Regions from separate parts of the Sus scrofa genome. Here region 2 is linked to region 1. The links are chromatin contacts, called in public Hi-C maps. All regions are on one chromosome and are shown on one strand. Each heading gives the region's core, a stretch centred on a gene start, on an enhancer-like site or on the middle of the called end of the contact. The rest is flanking DNA. Distances are from core to core; before and after follow the strand shown.

What was found. Hi-C and Micro-C count contacts between places; a contact is called where the count stands out from the background.
Region 2: a Hi-C map of liver shows a contact between it and region 1, with 3 times the contacts expected there. The contact joins the promoter of GLA here to the promoter of TIMM8A in region 1. A contact is called at or near these places in 1 of 5 promoter capture datasets (fetal liver), 5 of 47 Hi-C or Micro-C datasets (blood, heart right ventricle, liver and 1 more) and 1 of 2 datasets of contacts at active chromatin or transcription factors (alveolar macrophages).

The regions. Positions count from the first base shown.
Region 1 is chrX:82,978,925-82,983,910 of Sscrofa11.1, reverse strand. It overlaps TIMM8A (mitochondrial import inner membrane translocase subunit Tim8 A), which reads left to right and starts at 2,873. Exons shown (of 2, transcript XM_003135239.3): 1 at 2,873-3,334; 2 at 4,744-4,986. The coding sequence starts at 3,203. The coding sequence ends at 4,905. It overlaps BTK (Bruton agammaglobulinemia tyrosine kinase), which reads left to right. Exons shown (of 19, transcript NM_001243576.1): 19 at 1,903-2,399. The coding sequence ends at 1,974.
Region 2 is chrX:83,029,234-83,034,354 of Sscrofa11.1, reverse strand. GLA (galactosidase alpha) reads left to right here and starts at 2,082. Exons shown (of 7, transcript NM_001177925.1): 1 at 2,082-2,287; 2 at 4,597-4,771. The coding sequence starts at 2,082. It overlaps HNRNPH2 (heterogeneous nuclear ribonucleoprotein H2), which reads right to left and starts at 1,830. Exons shown (of 2, transcript XM_021079664.1): 1 at 1,641-1,830.

The DNA of each region.
Region 1 (4,986 bases), core at 1,624-4,123:
ATTAGAATGCTTTGCTCTTCTAACCTTGGGTTCTTCCAGGGGTACCTTCTCCACTTTCCAGATCCTTGGCAACCTTAATTTGGCAACCTAATTCTCTAGTAGGAAATGAGTGCTCAGCTCTCAGTTCTGCCCCACAAGAAACAGGGAAAGACAGACAGTGTCTAACAAGCACATCTGTGAATCTGGGGCCGTCTCTGTGGGGTGAAAGCATCTGGATCCTTTCCCTTTGACAAATGACTGAGGTCACAAAGAAAAAGTGGAGTAAGGGAGAACCCTGAGGAGCCATTTCTCTGTCCTGTGCTGAACAGGATTAAGGGTGATTGGCTATGCTTCCTCCCAACCAGGACATCCTCACTATGCTAGTTAAGTATTTAAGAAACCACTTTCTCCATGGTAGTAGTAGTCATGAAACTGGATTCACATCAGAATCCCTGGGAACTCTTAAAAATACAGACAACTAGGCCTTATCTCCAAAGATTCTGATTGGGTATGTCTGGAGGGAAACTCAGGTATGTTTTTTTAAATTTGCAAGGAAATTCTGATACTCAGGTAGGTTTAAGAACCACTGATTCAGGAGTTCCCATTGTGGCGCAGTGGTTAATGAATCCGACTGGGAACCATGAGGTTGCGGGTTCGATCCCTGGCCTTGCTCAGTGGGTTGATGATCCGGCGTTGCCTTGCGCTGTGGTGTAGGCTGCAGACTCAGCTCGGATCCCACATTGCTGTGGCTCTGGTGTAGGCCGTCGGCTACAGCTCTGATTAGACCCCTAGCCTGGGAACCTCCATGTGCCGCGGGAGCGGCCCAAGAAATGGCAAAAAGACAAAAAAAAACAAAAACAAACAAACAAAAAAACCCCACTGATTCAAAGGAAGAAGAAACTCAAGACTTTTTCATTCTGATGGATTGAGACCTTTCTTGCATGAATATGCCCTGAATTACTAAATGCCTCAGGGACTTATGGGCCATGGCTGTGACAAAGGACCTTAGCCTGGAGGCTAGATGGTGGTAATAGGAGGTCCCAGGTGCTTAGGATCCCTGCCCAGTAATGCAGCCTGTGGTCTTGAAATGTTAATTCCTTTGCTAGCCTTGGCTACAGGGTGATAGAAACAAGTTTGAAACCAAACTACAAATTATCACAGTTTATAGGATTTCAGTTCTGTCAACCACTTAAACTTTGCTGGTAGCCATTTTTCACTTGAGTTTCCAAAATAAAAATGCATTGGTGTACATTACGTGATGAATTTGTCCTTAGTTTTAATCGATGTTTGTCAGCGAAATTCTCAAATTGTCCTAGCCGCATTAATAACCTGAGTTACCAAAGATTTAAAGTGCACAAGGCCAGAGTTCCCGTCGTGGCGCAGTGGTTAACAAATCCGACTAGGAACCATGAAGTTGTGGGTTCGATCCCTGCCCCAGCTCAGTGGGTTAACGATCCGGCGTTGCCGTGAGCTGTGGTGTAGGTTGCAGTCGGATCCCGCGTTGCTGTGGCTCTGGCGTAGGCCAGTGGCTACAGCTCCGATTGGACCCCCAGCCTGGGAACCTCCATATGCCGCGGGGGGACCCCCAGCCTGGGAACCTCCATATGCCGCGGGAGCGGACCAAGAAATAGCAAAAAGACAAAAAATAAATAAATAAATAAATAAATAAATAAAGTGCACAAAGCCTTTATCGAGCACTTCTATTTCTTTTCCCTTTTGGGGGGGAGGGGTTAATCCACAGGGTATGCTACTGGGCATATAGTACAGTAGAAAATTGACAGAACACTGTAAACCAGCTATAATGAAAGAAATAAATTAAAAAAGTAAAAATAAACTTTATTAACATTTGCTATTTACTCATTGCATTTCCCTTGAATTCTGGATTCTAGCTCAGTATAATACTCTTTTTTTCTTTGGTTTTAGAAAGCAGATGAACGTCCCACTTTCAAAATTCTTCTGAGCAACATTCTAGATGTCATGGATGAAGAATCCTGAGCTCACCAATAAGTTTCTTGGTTCCACTCCTCGCCTCCGCAAGCCCCAATTTCACTTTCTCTGAGGAAATCCCAGGCTTACAGGCCCTGGAGCCTTTGCACCCTCGCTGAATACACAAAGGCCCCTCTCTACATCTAGGAATGCCTCTCTTTTTCCTGGGATAGTACCTTCTGAGGGCAAGGAATTATTGTGCCTGGTATTTTCCCCCAGAGAGGACATTTCCTAAGAGTATTAAGACAGACTGAATTGGGAATAGAAACGTTTTGGGGGGAGGGAGGGATGTAAATAGCCTCACAAGGGGTCCAACCGCTCTCTAGGTAGGCAATAGAACTTGAGGGGAGGGAGGTAGAATTTGGCAGGAATGAAACGGTGTTATAAAAATGGGAGGGGAGGGTGTTTTGATAAAATAAAATTACTGGAAAGCATGAAAGTTTCTTGCTATTTTGATTAATCATGCAGCGCCCCTGAAGCGCCCTATCTCAGTGTTCCAGGAAACTGCTGTGTGACCTTAGTTTGTCATATTCCTACTTTGAGAACTCGACGGGATCCTTCGCATTTAACCCCTCTGGCTCTAGAAAAATTCTGCTTCTGAATCAGAGACAGTGATCACAAACTAAAAAGCACACAGTAGGCATGCGGTATTATCGGAACGAATCTGACAGTTGGGGACAAGCTGCGCCGGAGCCTCTTCCCCCTGCGTCAGGACGGGTGAACTCCATCAAAGAACTAGGTAGAGCCAGGGGTCCGGGACGACTAAATGATGGACCAAGCAGTCCGAGCCTAGCACCAGAGCTGCAGCTGGGAAAGCGCGGGCCAATTTGGAAGCGGTCAGGGGCGGGGCTGTTGGGCCCTTCGGGAACGGGCCACGTGGTCTGAAGTAACTTCCCTTTTTTACCTTATTTTTTTCTTTGCTTTTTGAAATAACGTCTCGACAGCGCCACAGCGCTGGGCCGCCAGTCCTGAGACTTCTAGGCGCAGGTAGGGCGCCGCCACCGGGTCGCAGGGGCGGGAGCAAGGGGAGCCGGCGACTGGGAGGAAAGTCCGGAGAGGAGAGGGGGGGCTCCGGGGAGGGGCGTAGGCGGTCCTTGGTGCTGGGCCGCGCGCCGGCGCCGTATGCTCACGGGGCGGTCCCGGAGGCGGCGGGTTGTGGTTCCGGTTCCGCCACGGAGACACGTGAAGGTCGGTGAGTTGGTGCGGAGTTCGTCTCGGCACGCGTGGCCGCGCTGGGATGGATTCCTCCTCGTCTTCCTCCGCGGCGGGTTTGGGCTCAGTGGACCCGCAGCTGCAGCATTTCATCGAGGTGGAGACTCAGAAACAGCGCTTCCAGCAGCTGGTGCACCAGATGACGGAACTTTGTTGGGTGAGAAGCCTGGGGCTGGGATCTAGCCAGTGTACCTACTTCACCCCTGTCCTTGCCCGGCGCGACTCACCACAACGTCTGGGATTCGGGGAAGGGAAAGGACCTGGCAGCATCCCCTCGGTTTCCTTAGGTTCCTCAGGCCGAGCCTGAAGGGAGAAAGGGTTACTCCACTTCTCAGGGAACTGTCACACCGGACCTCGGCTTTGTTAGTGCAGAGGACTGGAGATTGATTGTAGCAGTCTTAAGCAGTTGTCCCAACCAGCGCTTTAGGAACCGAAGGTTGAACCTTCCTAGGGCTGGTCTCTAAGACTGATGAGAACCTCCAGTACTGGGATTTTATTTCTGGCACCCTGATTCCCAAGGAGTTAATGAATCCCTGTCCCTGCACTCATAGAGTTTACCTTGATTATTCATTTGCTCCAACCGTCCCTCGTGAGAAGTGAATGGCTCTAGCCCACCAACTATAAAAATGGCGTAATCTCTACCAAGATACACACTTTTTTGCCTTCTAGTTGGATTGTTGTGCAATACCAAGCCGTTTCAGGTCTGAAGGTTGAGGAATTGAGTATGCGTTGTGAGGGAACTTTGGCAAAAGGGTAGAAGGCACTTATTTGCAGCTTGGGATCAAAGTGTTCTCTGGATGCCAAGGACAGAGTAACTGCCCTGCCTTGACATAACAAAATTCACAGAATAAAGAGACAAAGATCATTTTCTGTACAAGTGGAGGGTCTGAGAGGCTTGTGTACACAACTGAGAATAATGAACAAAATTCATTTGAACCATAAACTTATGGTAAAGCTGAAATCTGACCCTTAACAAATGCTTACTTAACTCCCGTCTGCCTTGAGCCAGAGTGCTTTGATTATTTTAAAAAATCTGATACATTTACATTTGGGCCAGGAGGGGGTGTAGTTGAGGACTCAAGAACCTGTGGCTTAAGTAGACAGTGTTACAAATCTCGGGTCATACATTTTCTTTCTGTCTTTGGTAGGTTTTAGGGTGTCTTGCTGCAAAGATTTATCCTTTAACCCTTTTATTCTGCAGTTAAGTTAAAGGCATTTAATGCAAACAGCATTGCAGAGTTCTAACCAAATTCGGATGAATTTCCCTTGTATCTTGCTTTGTAATATCTCAGCTCCACCATTTTCTGGCCCTATGACTTGAGACAAAGTATCTCTGTGCCACAGCTTCCCTCTTTGTAAAATGAAGACTAATAATAGTATCTATTGGGTGGTTATTGTAAAAAATTGTAAGTCTGTAGAAAATTGCCACAAAGTAAGCTGTCAAATGGAAACTATTAACATATAGATACTGTTTTTTAGTGAAGTCTTTCCTCTAAGCAACATGAAGCTCCCTCCCTCCCCAACACCCCCAGTTCCCTTTGTGATACTGTATCTTGTTCTGAGCAGGAAAAGTGCATGGACAAGCCTGGGCCAAAGTTGGACAATCGGGCTGAGGCCTGTTTTGTGAACTGCGTTGAGCGCTTCATTGATACAAGCCAGTTCATCTTGAATCGACTGGAACAGACCCAGAAATCCAAGCCAGTCTTCTCAGAAAGCCTTTCTGACTGATCTCAGCATTACCTCTTTGGAAAAAGGAAGGTAGTTCAAGAAATGAAGAGCGGTTGATGGGATGGTTGAAGAAAAGGCTAT
Region 2 (5,121 bases), core at 833-3,332, 51 kb before region 1:
GGTCAAGAGAAATTCTCACAAATGTTCACTGCTGCACTGCTGGTAATGGCAGAAAATTAGAAACCTAATCATCCATCAACAGGGGAATGGCTGAATTACACTTTACCCTTAAAACAGAATATCATGCTGCTGTTTTTTAAAAAATCTGCCCTGACATAGGAAGAGTTCCAAAATACATTAAGTGAAGGAATATGCATAGTATGATCCTACTTATTTTAAAGTATACCCAGGCATGTATATACATATGTAAATGCAGAGAAGTTCTGGAGGGATATGAGTTGTTTTTTTGAGAAAATGAGGACTAGCGGGTAGGAAGAGTGAAGTGGATTTTTCACTTTTTACCCTGTATACTTCTACATAGTTTTAACTTTTAAATCACTGTAATTAGAATAAAGAGCAATGTTAGAAAAGTACGTGTTAATATGGCACATGTTAATAGTGGTTACTCTGGTAGATTTATGGATTTTTCAAAATTTTTGTCAATTTTTTGTGCCTTCTTGATTTTCTATAGAGAGTAGTTACCTTTATTTCAGGGAAAAATAACAGAAAACTAACAAAATGTTTACTTTTCTGGGATTGGTAGAGCAAATTTTATAAAATTTTCTCATTTTGTATGTGGATGACTTATCTGACACGGTCTGGGGAACACTGGGCCTCTTGGAAAGAAAGGACAAAGTGTAATAACTGCCCTAAAACTACACTGAGGATTCAAGTCAACATTTACTAATTGCCTATTATGTGCCTGGAACACTGCATCTGCCATGATAATAGCCTTCCTACGGACCGTCTTTAGTCTGAGTGACAGATTTACGAACTGGTATTTTGCCTGCCTTATTTCTTGGATGACCCATCCCATTTAACGTCCCTACAGCACTCTAGGCTTTCACGTCCCCCACTGTAGTGGCAGGGAAGTTCTACTTCATTACTGTGACTCCTGGGAAGGCCACGAGGACTCTGTTGCCTGAAGTAGGACCCAGGATTCCATTTAGGAGTGAAGAATTTGTGCACCTATGCCTGTGATATGTACAGACTTTTTATAGACCAAAATGCTGAGCTGTTATCTCTGGGTGTATTTTTTTTTAATTTATAGTATACTGTTATTTTTCCAATGTTCAAAATTGAGCATGTGAATTGTTACAAGCAGAAAAATAAACGTTATTTAAATATTTAATTCAATTTTTAAAAATTCCTTGGGCGCCTCTGTGAGGCACGCAGCATTTGCCTAGACGTGACTCTACAGATCAAATTCGCTTGGTGCCTCCCCCTACAGACAGACAATCAGGCACTGGAGACTGGGTGCCTGAATGGATGGACCAGCACTCAGACCTCTGGTCTCAAGATCAGGATCTTCCTAAACTAGGGACGTGGTTTTCCAATGTCTTTCAGCTTATGGTTTCTCTTAAGGGTCCTCTGAGACCCGCCCAGACAGACAGATATACAAAAACACAGACACAGTCACGAAACGTCCACCATTTCCCCACCAGGCGCAGCAAAGGCGGCTTCCCGGCACTGAGACGGGGGGAGGGGAGAGCGGGGGAGCGGAAAGCAGGGAACGAAAAAGGCGGAGGCGGCCCGCGGACCCCGCTTTGGTCTTCATCATCACCACCCCCCGGGGCCCCGGCTCCCACCCACACACCAACCTCTAACGATACCGGATAATTTTCCTCTTTCTTCCCTCAAACGGCTATAGCGAGACGGTAGACGACGACCAGAACTACTTCTGCTCACGTAAGCGACTGGTCACGTGAGGACCTACGTCATGTGAGATCTCGGTCACGTGAGCACTGCTCGGCTCTACCGCGGGATCATTAAAGTGCCGCACTTCCTTCTGGTATGACAATAGGGCGGGTCGATATTCAGAAAAAGATGGTATGGTTGGTGGCGGGGCGTCTTCTCTGACTGGTTATTGGTCCGCCTCTGGGGATAACCATCCCAGTTGCCGGAGAAACAGTTTCGTCATTGCTTAACAACTCACCGATGATTGGGTAGGCGAGCGAAGTTGGGTTCCGCGGGCCGCCTCCGCCTTTTTAGCCCTTAAGAACCTAGAAGCCCAGGTGACTCCTGGAGATCTCTGTTGCGTGATGACAGCTACGATGAAGCCGGTGAGCAGGGTCCGGCGGCTGGGCTACGTGCTGCCATTTTGCTTCCTGGCCCAGGTTCTCTGGGGCGTCCCAGGGGCCCGGGCCCTGAACAACGGCTTGGCGAGGACCCCTACCATGGGCTGGCTGCACTGGGAGCGCTTCATGTGCAATGTGGACTGTCAAGAAGATCCGGATTCCTGTATCAGGTATCAGAAATACTGGGTACATTCTTCCCTTCGCCTTTCCTTCCGGCTACCGTTGAAGGCATGGAGGGTCGCAGCGAGAAAATTCGAGCCCCAGGGAGAGCTGCCCTATTGCTCCTGCTTTTTTTTTTTTTTTTTATCGCCAGCAAACTAGCCTGGATGGGAACTAGCCCTAAATTTTCTCCATGTAGCCTCCCCACCCCACCCGCCGGGGTGGGAGTCCGGCCAGAGACCTCTACTTCTCCGCCTCTCTCTGCCTAATCACCCAGTTAAGGATGTTCTCCACTTATCATCTGGTTCTGTTCAGACCCTTATTAAGAGCTACTGCTCTCTCTCTGCGAGGTACTAGCAGTGAAGACAGCTGTGGTGAGTAGGAAGGACAGAGGACTATGACACGTGCCCTTTCTTCCTCTTTTTGGGTCATGGGTTCCTTGGCTGTAAGTGGAAGCAATTTAGAGAGACCATGGAGTCTCTGAGATCACCCCTTCCTGTAGCCCTTGAGTATAACATCTGGTTGGAAGGTTGACGTCAAGGGCCTTTATCTTTTGAAGATAAAAGGTTAGACTGGATAAGACAGATATTGATCCTATCTGATCCACACAGCCTTCATCTGTAAATTGTCACAGATTCAGCTCGGATCCTGCATTACTGTAGCCTTGGCATAGGCCAGAAGCTGCAGCTCCCATTAAACCTTAGCCTGGGAACTTCCCTATGCCACGGGAGTGGCCCTAAAAAAAAAAAAAAAAGAAAGAAAAAAAGAAAAGAAAAGACCAAAAAAAGCACAGTGCAGTACCAGGCCCTGCACTTGGGCATATAGAAGAAATGTTCTTAACCTGAACTGCATGGGGAAAATAAGGCAAATTTGCAAATATTAAGTATGTGTGTTTTTCTGAAGAGAGAATCTTGAACTTTGTTCAGATTTTCACAGGGATCTGTAGTCTAGAAAAGGTTAATAATCCCTGACTGATAGTGTTAAAAACATAATAACATGCTTGGTGCATAGGCTCCTCTGTAAGCAGCATATGGTACATCACAGTGGCCATAAGTTATTCCTATGAATGTCTTTACAGACGAAGTCAGGATGTTGATCAAAGGTGACAGAATTGGAGTTCCCGTTGTGGCTCAGCGGATTAAGAACCTTACATAGTCTCCATGAGGATGTGGATTCGACCCCTGGCCTTGCTCAGTGGGTTAAGGATTCCGTGTTGCCACAAACAACGAGGTCACAGATGCAGCTCAGATCTGGCGTTGCTGTGAGCTGGCCTAGGCCACCTATTTCCCCTAGCCTGGGAACTTCCATATGCCACAGATGCAGCCCTAAAAAGAAAAAAGTCCTTTGGGGTTTTTTTTCAGGGTTTTACTAAATGTACAAGGGGAAAAATTTTTTTAGCATTGAGGGTTTTTTATTCAAGAGCCAAATAATGTCTCCATTTATTCAAATAATTTGGAAACATCGTAGTTTTATTCGTATGAACTCTGCACATATATTAAAATTATCTCCAGGTATTTTGGGTTTTGTTTGTCACTTTTTTGGTTGCTCTTGTGAATGGCATATTTTTCTTTGACTAGGTTATCATTGGTATCTAAGAAAGCTGTTTATTATGTCACCTTTGTAGTTTCTTTCCTTACTGAACTTTGTTCTTAGTTCTAATAGCCTTTTCAATTTCGTATGGTTTGTTTTTGCTTTTGTTTTTGGCCGCAGCGTGCAGCAGCTTGATGTGGGATCTCAGTTCCCAAACCAGGGATTGAATGCGAGCTGCAGCAGTGAAAGCACTGAGTCCTAACCACTACACCACCAGGGAACTCCCAGTTTCATGTATTTCTCAGTCCTATTTTAATTGTTTGGGGTCCTTAGGGTGGAAGTATTACGAGGAGAGAGGGAGTTCACATTGTGGCTCAGCAGGTTAAGAACCTGACATAGTGTCCATGAGGATACTGGTTTGATCCCTGGCCTCGCTCAATGGTTTAAGGACCCAGCATTGCTGCAAGCTGTGATGTAGGTCACAGATGAGGCTCTGATCTGGTGTGGCTATGGTGTAGGCTGGCAGCTGCAGCTCTGATTTGACCCCTAGACTGGGAACTTCCTTATGCCACAGATGTGGCCCTAAAAACAAAAAAGAAAAAAAGAGGATAGAGGAATGAGAAGAAAAAGGCCCAGTCCATTTTACCTTGCTTTGGTTGCAATTACTACCACATTATTACTGGGTTGAAAAATAAATCGTAAAATCCCAAGGTACCTAACAAATAGGCATCCCCAAGCATTTGTTTAACGCATTGGAATGATTTTTTGGATTTCTCTATTTCTCTTTCAGCGAGAAGCTCTTCCGGCAGATAGCTGAGCTCATGGCCTCAGATGGCTGGAAGGATGCAGGTTATGAGTACCTATGCATTGATGACTGTTGGATGGCTCCCAAAAGGGATTCCCAAGGCAGACTTCAGGCAGACCCTAAACGCTTTCCTGGTGGGATCCGCCGCCTAGCCGATTATGTGAGTTTATAGATAATTCTCTTTTTCATTCGGGAGACTGGCAGCACTTCTGTACCTGAGCTTTCTCAGAAATACTTAGGAAGCAAAAGGCCTGCCATTATCTGAACTCGAATGAATTGTAAGGCTTATCAGATAGAATTTTCATTCCATGGGCAGGTCTGTGTTTTGCAGTAGTTCCTGAGGCCCATCTTGGAGCAGTTCTCCTTTTGCTGAAACCCATGAATTCTCTAGGAGAAAGAAGGAACTTGGTTCTTGACATGTGTGCATATATTTCCATATAAGCTTTGAGCAGCTATTACAGTTGGACTATAAAGTAGAATTTTAGAAGACAGAAGGAATATATTCTGAAG